Linked DNA regions of Mus musculus: region 1 is linked to region 2. A link is a contact called in public HiChIP or PLAC-seq data. All regions are on one chromosome and are shown on one strand. The core of a region is the stretch at or near the end of the contact, and the rest is flanking DNA. Distances in the headings are between cores, read along the strand shown. Region 1 overlaps Ralgps1 (Ral GEF with PH domain and SH3 binding motif 1). Region 2 overlaps Garnl3 (GTPase activating RANGAP domain-like 3).

Region 1 (5,742 bases), core at 2,770-5,269, 300 kb before region 2:
TGGCTGGGGAGGAAGAAGGTAGTGAGCTGGGGTTTGTCCGTTTGGAGTCTGGCTAGCCTTCCTGGAAGCACCCTCATTTGTACAGAAGATTCCTGTTCCGTTTAGTGTGTTTAATTGTTTGATAGTGTAAAAACTGTGCTAGACTTTGTTGATGAGCACGACTGTCTTACACTGGCTGTCTTTTCTCCTTGCTGTAACACAGTGCCTGAGGAGGAAGTATCGGAAAGAAGGCAGGCTTCTTCTGACTCACATGAGAGAGATACAGTCCACCACAGCAAGGAAACTGTGGTGATGGGAATGTGAGGTTGTGGTCATGGTGTGACGCGGAGAGGTGAATGCTGGTTCATGCTTATTCAGCCCCAGACTCAGGCCATCGGACAGTGCTGCCACATTCTTCCTTAGTTAACCATCTGCAGAGGTCCTCGGAGACTTCTGAGTGATTCTAAATCCAGTCAAGCTGGTATCTGACACCAAGCAACAAATGACTGGAGCTACGGTGAGGCTGCCCCCCCCCCCCCTTTCGAGACTGGGTTTCTCTGTGTAGCCATGGCTGTCCTGGAACTCACTCTGTAGACCAGGCTGGCCTCGAACTCAGAAATCCACCTGCCTCTGCCTCCCAAGTGCTGGGATTAAAGGCGTGCACCACCACGCCTGGCTCCATTTTCTCATTTAACTGTTACTCTTTGGGTTGCTGTCTTAGGGTTTTATTGCTGTGAAGAGACACCATGACCACAGCAACTCTTACAAAAGAAAGTATTTAATTAGGTGTAGCTTACTAATTAGGGCCAAATCAGAGGTTTAGTCCATTATCATCATGGTAGGAAGCATGTTGTTGGCATGCAGGCACACATGGTGCTGGAGGAGCTGAGAGTTCTACAACTGGATCCAGGCAGCAGGAAAAGACTCTGAGCCACTAGAAATGGCTTATGCTTCTGAAACCTTAAAGCTCTCCTGCCTATGATGCACTTCTTCCAACAAAGCCATGCGTACTCTAACAAGACCACACCTCCTAATAGTGCCACTCCTTATGGGCTAAACATTCAGAAACATGAGTCTATGGGGGGGTGTGTTCCTATTCAAAGCACCATAGTTGTGTTATAAGTGTTATAAACATAAGAGAAGCTGGGGGAGGAGGCTTTGGGGGGAATTAAGGGTGATGCATGCCTTTAATCTCAATACTCAGGAAGCAGAGACAAGCAGATCTTTGTGAGTTTCAGGCTAGCCTGGTCTACAGAATGAGTTTTAGGACACCCAGGGAGTGCTACACAGAGAAAGCCTGTTTTCAAATACCAAAACCAAACCAAACCAACCAAACAAACAAAAACACTCCACAAAAACAAAGACATAAACTACAAGTTTCTTCTTAAGGTGTGGGAAGTTAGAAGGGCATCAGAGCATGCTGGGTCAGAGACCAAAGTGCTTTCTAAGCCTGAGGCTGCCTCATGGCCTAAGATGGCTGCTAGAGCTCTGGTCTTTCCATCCAACGTAAGACCTTTGAGGCCAACCTGGGCTACAGTGTGAGACTCTATCTCAAAACAAGCAAGCCAGCAAATAAAGAATGATCAGGTAGAAACGGCAGAAAAAGTAACACTATAGAGATACAGCAAGAAGATTCAGCCCCTAAGGAAGTTCTTGAGGAAGTCAGAGGTGTCCTGACAGATGAGAGAGGAGGCGAGAAGAGAAAGAATGTGCTGACCAAAGGACATGAGAAAGTGAATCACATATGCCATCATCAGAAGTGAGAAGTGGTGCCATGGTTGCTGAGCATCCTGGACAAGGAGGATGGAAATGGAGGAGATGTTTGCACGAGGAGGGCCAGTGTGTGTCTTCTGGAGTGCTTAGGCTGGCGACCAAGACAGGATGGGTTAGAAGGAGTCCTCAATTTAAACCAGAGAAAGACTCCATTTGTAGGTTATAAGCCTCCTTGTAAACCAGACAAAATAGCAAAGATGTGCCAACACCTAACATCTAGGTGAAATTTCAATTTTAAAGGAAGACGTAATGTGAGCCCTTGCCTAAGAGCCCTTGAGAGAAAGAACACCCTGTTGACAGAGTTCACGCAGAGTGGAACTGCCTGGGGCCAGTGGGCACTGCCATCCACTTGTGGGGAAGGAGCAGTGGCTGGTTTGATTGACATCTGATTGTAACAGGTACCAGTTTCAGGCAGTCCGGCACTCACCTTTTATGTGTAGCTTTTGCTACACCCACACTAACACTGTTCCTGGGGGAAATCTGATAGAAGGCAAGCTCAGCAGCTGGGAGGTGACTCAGACCCAGAGTCTCGTGCATAGGCATGACAATGGGAAAGGACCAGCCGAGTGGAACCATTCCAGGACGGTGATTGTAACAGAGAACCTGAAATAATTATTGAAAGAAGACAGAGTATGAAGTCAACAGTTAAGGCAGGAACAGAATCCGGTTCAAAACAAAACTCCTGCATGTGAATGCTCTCCAAAGAGCAGAGGTTTAGCAGCCATCTCTAGCCCTCCAGTGTGCCTGGATATGTTCCTCTGGCTTACATAGTGCTGTGCAGATATGCCACCCACCTGAGCTGCTTTCAGGGTAGTTCCTTAGGGATACTGTCTCATATACTCTGTGGAGCAGTTTACTGGGCACCTTTGTTCTAGTCTTTGGAAAACAGCGACGTTGAAACAGTTGACGCTTGAGTTACTATGTGACCTAGGCCATTCCACTCTGAGGTGTATAGCCAAGAGACAGATGCCCAGATAAAAACCTTTCCCTCGTGTTCATAGCTGCATTGTAATAGAACCTACACTCCAGAAATTCCTACCAGCTAATGAATGGCTAGAAGGATGGCAGGGTGTGGACCCCCTGAGCTGCAGGCAGCAGTCTGTTAGATTCCATTTGTATGAAGTGTTCTGAAGAGGCTGAGCCTTAGACACAGAAGGTGGGTCAGTGACTGGAGGGCTGGAGAGGGGTGGTGGGTGGTGACTTGTGTGTGTGGATTGGGGGACAGTGGTGAGAGTGCTCTGGAGTTAGCAAGAGGCGATGACCAAGCTCTTGTGGAGTATGGGAGAACCACTCAATTCCAGAATTGTAAAGGGTGAGTTTGGGACACATAAATTCTGGTTTAAAAATCTTTATTATATGTTAGTTGTGCAAAAAGCTAAAAATAGCCAGGCATTGGTGGTGCACTCCTTTAATTCCTGCACTTGGGAGGCAGAGGCAGGCGGATTCCTGAGTTCAAGGTCAGCCTGGTCTACAGAGTGAGTTCCAGGACAGCCAGGGCTACACAGAGAAACCCTGTCTTAAAAAACCAAAACAAAAAAACAAAAACAAAAAAACAACCCAAAACAAACCTCAAAACAGCATGCATACACCCCAGGGGGACCTCCACATTGCTTCCAGCTCTTGGGGTGTATATACCCCGTCTTTTTGTATAGGTCTCACAGTTGGGTTGACCTGCCTGTCCTTCCCCACAGGGCTTTTGTACCTTCTCTTAGGCTTTTTTCCCCTCTTTCTCCCCCTTGCTCTGGCCCTGTTTGCTCTGGCCCATAGGTTCTTTATTCGTTTCTCGTTACGGATGGTTGTGAGCCACCATGTGGTAGCTGGGATTTGAACTCATGCCCTCCAGAAGAGCAGTCAGTGCTCTTAACTGCTGAGCCATCTCTCCAGCCCCTCTCCTCGGGTTTTATGAAGAAATGATATTTAGGCAGAAGTGGCAACAATACTACATTTTACTCTGACTCACCTCAGGTCTGTAAGTTTGAGGGCCCTGTCACTGTCACTGATCCCTTCTCTAAAGGGACTGTGCTTACCCTGTGAATGCCTCTTTACCAGAGTAAACATGAAGGAGAAATGATGGCACCATTACAGAGTCGCACATTTCTATTCCCGCTGATGGAAATGTGAGCTGGCATAGCCACTAGGAAAAAACAGAAACAACCCTCACCCCCATGTGGCACCAAGCCAGCTCTGAGACTGGCACACATAATGGCAGGCGGGCATGTCCCAGAAGCCTTGCTCTGCAGTGCTGGCAGCAGCGCTGACACTAATTGCCCAAATGGGAAGCCAGGCCAGAGCTTGTCAGTTGTAGGATGGGCACACATCCTGTTAGGATCCTGTAGAGTGGTGACCCTGGTTAGAGTACCAGCTCAGCTGGGAAATCTGGGTGACCCACAGTGTTCATTCCCGCGCACACACCCTTTGTATAGATTAGGAGGAGACAAGGTGAATCCATACTAACAACCCACAGTAGTGTGTGCCCCTTATAGGCAAGTCATGATGGAAGGGTCACGTGGACTTGTGGGGGCTCCACACAGGTACTGATTGGAAGTGGGAATTCCTTGAGTATCATGTACACTTCTGCATACATTGTACTTCTGTGAAGAAGTTTATATAGACATTAAGAAAATTTCTTTTATTACTAAAGTACTTCAGAAATGAGTAAAATACAATTATTTTTAACATTCTCATATCTTTATCTCTATAATCTTTTATTTGTAATCATCTTATAATGTATGTAAATGTAAAGTGTAATTTAGAGTGTACATTTACAAATAAATTTATGTATGTTGAAAGTGCTCTTAAACAACAATATGAACTAACCAGTACCCCCAGAGCTCCCTCAGACTAAACAACCAACCAAAGAAACACATGGTGGGACTCATGGTTCTAGCTGCATCTGTAGCAGAGGATGGCCTAGTCAGTCTTCAATGGGAGGAGAGGCCCTTGGTTCTGAGAAGGTTCTGTGCCCCATTATAGGCGAATGCCAGGGCCAGGAAGTGGGATTGGGTGGGTTGGTAAACAGGGGGAGGGAGGAGGGGATAGGAGGTTTTTGGAGGGGAAACTAGGAAAGGGGACAACATTTGAAATGTAAATAAAGAAAATATCTCATAAAAAAAAGTGCTTTTAAAAAATATAAACTGGGGGCTGGAGAGATGGCTCAGTGGTTAGGAGCACTGACTGCTTTTCTGAAGGACCTGAGTTCAAATCCCAGCAACCACATGGAGGCTCACAACCATCTGCAATGAGATCTGACACCCTCTTCTGGTGTGTCTGAAGACAGCTACAGTGACTTAAATATAATAATAAGTCATAAATCTTTGAAAAAATATAAACTGGTCATAGCAGATGATGAAGAAGTTAGGTGCACCAAGGCTAGAGTCATAACAGAAGGGTCGTTCTGCCTGTTTGGAGGCCTGCTGTGTGGAGTAGCCAGTGTGTAAGTAGGGTTAAGGAGGGGTCTGTGGTGTTCATCAGGGTGGGCGTCCTTAGTATGCTAGTGTGCATGACCATGGGACAGCAGAGTAGTGGGAAGCTAGGGAGAAGTTGGCAGTTGGACTTCTGATTTCCACGGAGCAGTCAGTGAACCGAGGACACAGACTTCATAGAGGCCAAGGGGCTAAGGGAATGCCAAGGCTAGAGAAAGTGGTTTAGATGAGGGGCTGTGAGCCCTGTCAGCTGACTTGAGGTAAAGGGCCTCATGTTTCTAGCCTTAGTCAGGAGGAGATTCTGAGGACCTGTCAGTGCCACCTCAGTGGTCGGGTGGCGTTTGCTGGGAGGGAGGAGTAGGGAGGGCCATGGTAGCTGGTAGAGAAGTAGGCTGGTGCCCAGAGTCTGTGTTGCCTGCTCTTGTAGATGGGAGAGAGGGGGGTGCTGTCAGGGGAGCAAAGCGTGGGTGTGGAGAGGCTGGCCCAGGGTTGCTAGCCTGAGAGCTTGGGATGGACCCCAGGCCCTAGGTCATCATGCCTTTCAGCCATAGGTCCTACTCTGAGGTGG
Region 2 (5,740 bases), core at 314-2,813:
AGATAAAGGAACACAAATATAAACACATTAAGATTACATCTTTACTATTAAATTGTTAAGAAGAAATGCCAAGGTATAGGGACAGGAGTGTCCTCAGCCCCTGCTGCTGGGACTGAGATGCTGTACCAGCCTTCTAGAGTTGGGTTGACGAATCCTTCCAGAGAGCATGCCTCTTGGCAAATGACTCAGCTCCTAAGAATTTATTCTAAAGAAGCAATTAGACAAGTAATTATGTACATGTGGAATTAGATGCAAGCCACACATTATTTATTAAATCCAGTATCATTAATTATTTGTATTAAATCCACATAATAAACTAGTATAGAGCTTTAAGTATAATATCACAGAAGGGGTGTGTGTAAAATATTAACTGGAAAGGATATCCTTCAAACTGCATGATTTGGTATGAGTCCATGCTGTTAAGAAAAAAAAAAAAAAACAGCTAGGAGTTGGTGCACACCTTTAATCCCAGCACTCTGGAGGCAGAGGCAGGCAGATCTCTGAGTTCAAGGCCAGCCTGGTCGACAGAACTGCCAGGGCTACACAAAGAAACCCAGTCTTGGAAAAAAAGAAAAAAGAGGGGGTGGAGAAAGGAAGAAAAAATAGCTGTGTGTGTGGATGGTGAGGAGCAGTTCTGCTGTTATTTGGAGTTCTCTAAAGCAAGAGAAGTGGTGAAATGAGCATCTATTAAAAGGAGATCTATTAGCTCAGCTTACACAGTGTGATCTGAGCACTCCAATGATGGCTGTCTTCACACTGGAAAGGCTGAGAATCCAGTAGCTACCTGGTCCACAAGGATGGACACCTCAAGCAATCCCAGTCTGATGCTGAAGGCCTGGAGGTTTCCTGGAGATCCACTGGTCTTCAGCATTCTGATATCAGCAAAGAACAGCAGCAGTGGCAGCAGCAGCAGGGTAGTTGATCCAACAGCAAGGTATAAAAGGCCTTTTTCCTCAGACCTCCGTTTTTCAGGCCTCCTCCAGAATCACTCTTCCCACTTCAGACAACCTAATCAAGAAAACCTCTTACAGATGTGCCCAATGGCTTTCCTCTTAGTTGATTTCAGATCCAGTCAAGTTGGCAACCAGGATTAATCATCATTAATAATGACTGTCTTTTATAGGGCTATTCATTCTGTTTGTCCATATTTTACACGCCAACTAGGTAAGGTGCATTTCCAAGTTCTAGAAAGCAGATGAACTTGAGTAAGACACTAACCAATATCCTCTGGGTGAGATGTGCTGGCAAGAACTGGTGCCTAGGGGACACCAATTTCCAGGTATCCAGATGCCATACACCAGAGAAGAGAAAACTTTACATCTGTTAGGACTGAGTTCACTCATTTTTATTCCTGCACCCTGAAGATTTCTGGAGTGTTTCTGTGACATGACTTTACACGGGACGTCATTGCTGGTGAGAGCATGTGGTGACAGCCCTTATTCGTGTGCTTTTAGTGCTGACTTTTTCTACCCTGGCTCTTTGGCTCCTGGTTTAGTGCTAGCTTCGTGTTCACTCTCTGAGTAAACATTTTAACGACACCGCTCTGCTTTGTTCTATACAGAGTGCAGCTGCTCTGCCAGGCACTTGGCGAAGGACAGACGTGCACTTAGAAAACCCGGAGTACCACACCCGGTGGTATTTCAAGTACTTTTTAGGACAAGGTAATTATGTCCTTGTGGTGACTGGGGGAAGAGATTCTGTTCAAACCTGCATAATAATTTCAAGCACTGTGTATGAGTGGAATGCAATCATTCAGGACGACATCATCAGAGCACTTCACAGTGAGGTCAGGGGTGGGCTTCGTGGGCTAAAAGCTTCAACTCAGAGCGTTCTTGATTGTGGGTTGGTCTGTTGTGAGGAGTGCTGTGGGGGTTGGGGTTTAATGTTGTTTTAATCCCTGGTTAAGAGGGAACTAGCTCATAGGAATGAGTCCTTTGATAGATAAGAATTTTCAGGATGGAAAAAAGGCTTTAACTTAGCAAGGTCAGTACCTATCTGCATGAGTTCTAAACATTTCACTTGAGACCATGAAGGAGAACAATTGTTTCCTGAGCAACCTCTTGGCCATAAAACTGTGGGCTCTGCCATATTTACTCACCAATGACAAGTATTTGTCTTGTGGAAGTATATGTAGCTATGAGGTGCCGTGTGAAGTGAACCAAACCCCCTGCCCTCAAAAAGCCTATAGACAAGGTTTGCAACTTGGTTCTGCTCTTATTAGCCTTGGGACTTGAACTTGGCTTCTCTGTCTGTAAAGTGGAGCTGTTTTTAGTCCTTCCCTATAGGTCTAAACAAAGCTTCCAATGAGAGATGCAAGAATAACAATACTTGGTGCCTAACACATACCAAGAGCTCGGTTGCTCAGGTTTTAGACTATACATTTAGAGAGAGAGCGCATGGAAAGATGGAGAGCAGATGTGTTGCTAATGAGAGAAGGGCTGGGAATGGAGGGCAAGTAACTGATGTGAAATCTGAAATGGCAGAGATGTGCCATGGGGCATCCATTGTGGAACTTGATGCTCAAGCCAGGAAATGAGAGTGATGTCTTAAAAACCAGTTACAGGGCTCAGGCAGCAAGAGCGATTGCACTGCAACATGACAGCCTGAGTTCAAATCCCCAGCCCCATGTAAAAAATCTGGGCATGACTGAGCATGTCTGCAGTACAACACCGGAAAGACAAACAGGTAGATACTGGGAGCTCACTGGCCAGATAACCTGGCCAAAATGGAGAATATCCAATTAATAGAGAGATCCTATCACAAGGCAATAAAGCTGAGAGCAGTGAAGAAGATACCCAGTAGCCTCCCTTGACTTCCTAAGTGCACAGACAGGCATACACACCCACACATCCATGTTTGTGCAACACACACACACATACACACACACTCATGTGCTCCACATGAAAGACAAGGAAAACTGTTACAGTATTATTCTAAAAAGCTCTGGTCTGGCCAGGCCGGGTTACTTGGGTGGGTGGGGGATATAGAAGCATTTACCAAGAAAGCAATGTGCCGGTCATCTTCCCCATGGCTGGGCACCGAGTGCCCTCAGCACTGGCCTCACAGCAAAAGAGTTGCTGTGAGTTTGAATGCCACCAGCATCCAAAGAGCTGATGCAAAGCCTCAAACTGGATTAAACAAGAAGGAATCAAACAATAAAGTTTGAGGCCAACATGATCTACATAGCAAGCTACAGATCAGCCAGGGAAGGCTCTATGGTTGGTGGCAGCAAACAGTTCAGTGGTATCAGAGGACTAGAACCTTTCCCCTTTTTCTGATTCTCAACCTTAGTGTGATGGCTTTGCCCTCCTTAGGACCATACAATGGCTGCAGCAGCTTCAGACATCACCTGACACTACAACATCCAGAGGAGAGGGTCATCTTTAGAATGGGGAGCCTTTCCATAAGGCTCTTGGCAGATTTCTCGTCCGTCTCAGCCAGCATTGAATCACAAGTTCATTTCTGAGCCATTCGCTGGCCAGAGGGAAGTGGGTGCACGATAAGTGGTCAGTCCTACCCAAGTCAGCCTTGGGATAGCATGTGAGGGCTGGCCACTTCTGTTTGAAGGAACCAGCTGCATCCTTACTGACCGTCTCTTCTCTAGTCCATCAGAATTACATTGGAAATGATGCAGAGAAGAGCCCCTTCTTCTTGTCTGTCACCCTTTCTGACCAGAATAATCAGCGTGTCCCTCAGTATCGTGCAATTCTTTGGCGGAAAACAGTAAGTACCTGACTTGAGTTTGATGTCGCCTGATTAGCACACGTGCTGGGAGGGCCTTGTAGTTCACCCCATCTCAGTTCAGTTAGCGCCTTTCAGGTGATTCCTCTCACTGTAGATGATTCAGAGCCCACTGTTCTGTGCTGGGGCCTCCAAGCTCTGCTTACCAGCAGCTTCTCCCATCTCAAAGTCACTCTCGAAATCAGCCACTTCTAAGTCTTGGCCTCTGGGAAATAGTAGTATGTTTTATACAACGTACTACTTCATTAAGCTTAGCTATTACTTTTGGGTTGTTGTTGTTGTTGTTGTGAGACTGGGTTTCTCTGTGAACATTGGTTGTCCTAGAAAATACACCCTCACAGCCCTCCACACATACATGTACACATAAATAGCAAATCATGTACATGTATAGTGATAAAGTAACAACTTTAAACTTCCTAGAAAGAAAGGCTGAGGATATGGCTTTGTTGATAGGGCATTTGCCTAGCTTGCCTGAAATCCTGTGTTCAATCCAAGCACTGCATAAACCAGGTGAGATGGTGCATGCCTGTGACCCCCATCACTTGGGAATTGGAGGCAAGAGAATCAGGAGTTTCAAGGCCACTTATGTAGCAAGTTTGATGTCATTTCCCCAAATATGAGACTATCTCGCAAAGAAAAAAATTCTAGAAACTACTACTATTCAACAAATTATGATTAAGTACTTCTAAAATAGTGAGCTAAAATAATAAGAAGAATAAAAACAAACATTTATTATGCACTTACTATATGCTAGATCAGTGGTTCTCAACCTTCCTAATGCTGTGACCCTTTAATATGGTTCCTCATATTATGGTTACCCCAACCATAAAATTATTTTTGTTTCTACTTCATAACTGTAATGTTGCTATTGTTATGATCATAACATAAACATCTGTGTTTTCTGATGGTCTTAGCTAATCCCACAGGTTAAAAACTACTAGATGTTTTCTTAACTACCCAAATCTCACTCGCTGCTATTGCAATGACAGAAGTTAAAATGGCCTGACAAAAAAGTTCCTGCACGTAGATGACAGACCAAGTATACTCCAGAGCTCAGAGACCAAGGTGTCACCACTGTACATAATGCATTCTGTGTGTCTTCCCACCCAAGGGCACACTCTTGTCTCCCTCAGTGTCCTCTCCTTGTGTCGTGTTGCTGTGCCTCACACGGTGGCACAGCTCCAGGAGTATGTGTTGAATGAATAGCTAACTCCAGGGCCCCGTTTAACAGCAGGCTGCTGCCGCCCCCATTGAAGTAAACTTCTATAGTGTTTTCAGAAATTGTTCTTTTTCTGAAGCAAATCTGGGGTAACAATCTTGTTTGGTGTCTCTCATGAACTTATTTCCACCAGAGTCGTGTTCATTACAAGGGACTTTAGTGGGACCAAGGTTCACAGGGACAGGTGCTTTCCAATGACTCAAACAATTTGGACCAACACATCCCCTCTCAATGTCATCTCCGTAAAAGAGGCCACCTGTGTGACAAGCAGAGCCATCAGTGGGTCTGGGAGCCCTGTGTGAGTGGCAGGGGCAGGGGGCATACATGTCAGTGGGTGCCCATTGTTCTCCTAGTGAAAAACTACTGTGCCTGCATCCAACCCCTTATCTACTACACCAGGCAGGCATTTTCTGGTTTCTGATTGATTGATTGATTGATTGATTGATTTTTGCTTTATGTTTGTTCATTACAATGTTCCAGACCCTTCTGCTCTCAGGGTCCTCTTCAGGAAGACTGTGGTTCGGGGCAGATAATTGGACTTTCCCTCATGCTGTTTCTCTAGCAATTGATCTTTAGGTATGATTTTTAGGTATTGATCTTTAGGCTGAGACCTCATGACAGCAGAACACATTTGAGTAAGAAGTTTTCATATAGAATTAATTATGTACAGTGGGATGCATGACCCACTCCCATGACCTCTAGTATAGAACTGGTTGGTCCCTTCCTGTGTCTTAGGTCCCAGGAAAGCATGTGTTCCTGAGTCTGTCAGTCTTGCTGTTT

The links. HiChIP or PLAC-seq counts read pairs in DNA pulled down with a chosen protein or histone mark.
Region 1: a contact with region 2 is called in an H3K4me3 HiChIP or PLAC-seq map of embryonic basal ganglia, with 2.7 times the contacts expected there. The contact joins two enhancer-like sites. A contact is called at or near these places in 7 of 39 promoter capture datasets (the C10 cell line, cranial neural crest, embryonic stem cells and 4 more), 3 of 484 Hi-C or Micro-C datasets (embryonic stem cells, nephron progenitors and peritoneal macrophages) and 6 of 115 datasets of contacts at active chromatin or transcription factors (embryonic basal ganglia, embryonic fibroblasts, embryonic stem cells and 3 more).

The regions. Positions count from the first base shown.
Region 1 is chr2:33,353,973-33,359,714 of GRCm38.p6, reverse strand. The region is part of intron 1 of Ralgps1 (Ral GEF with PH domain and SH3 binding motif 1); the gene reads left to right. Among named protein-coding and RNA genes, the nearest start is that of Ralgps1, 15 kb to the left of the region's middle. Within about 2 kb of position 4,019, at least 50 of the 459 cell types and tissues checked have an H3K27ac peak or open chromatin away from gene starts, as enhancers often do. A contact at or near this core is called in embryonic basal ganglia, where this site is marked.
Region 2 is chr2:33,050,079-33,055,818 of GRCm38.p6, reverse strand. Garnl3 (GTPase activating RANGAP domain-like 3) reads left to right here. Exons shown (of 30, transcript NM_001355200.1): 5 at 1,562-1,661; 6 at 3,605-3,723. Among named protein-coding and RNA genes, the nearest start is that of Slc2a8, 71 kb to the right of the region's middle. Within about 2 kb of position 1,563, at least 13 of the 459 cell types and tissues checked have an H3K27ac peak or open chromatin away from gene starts, as enhancers often do. A contact at or near this core is called in embryonic basal ganglia, where this site is marked.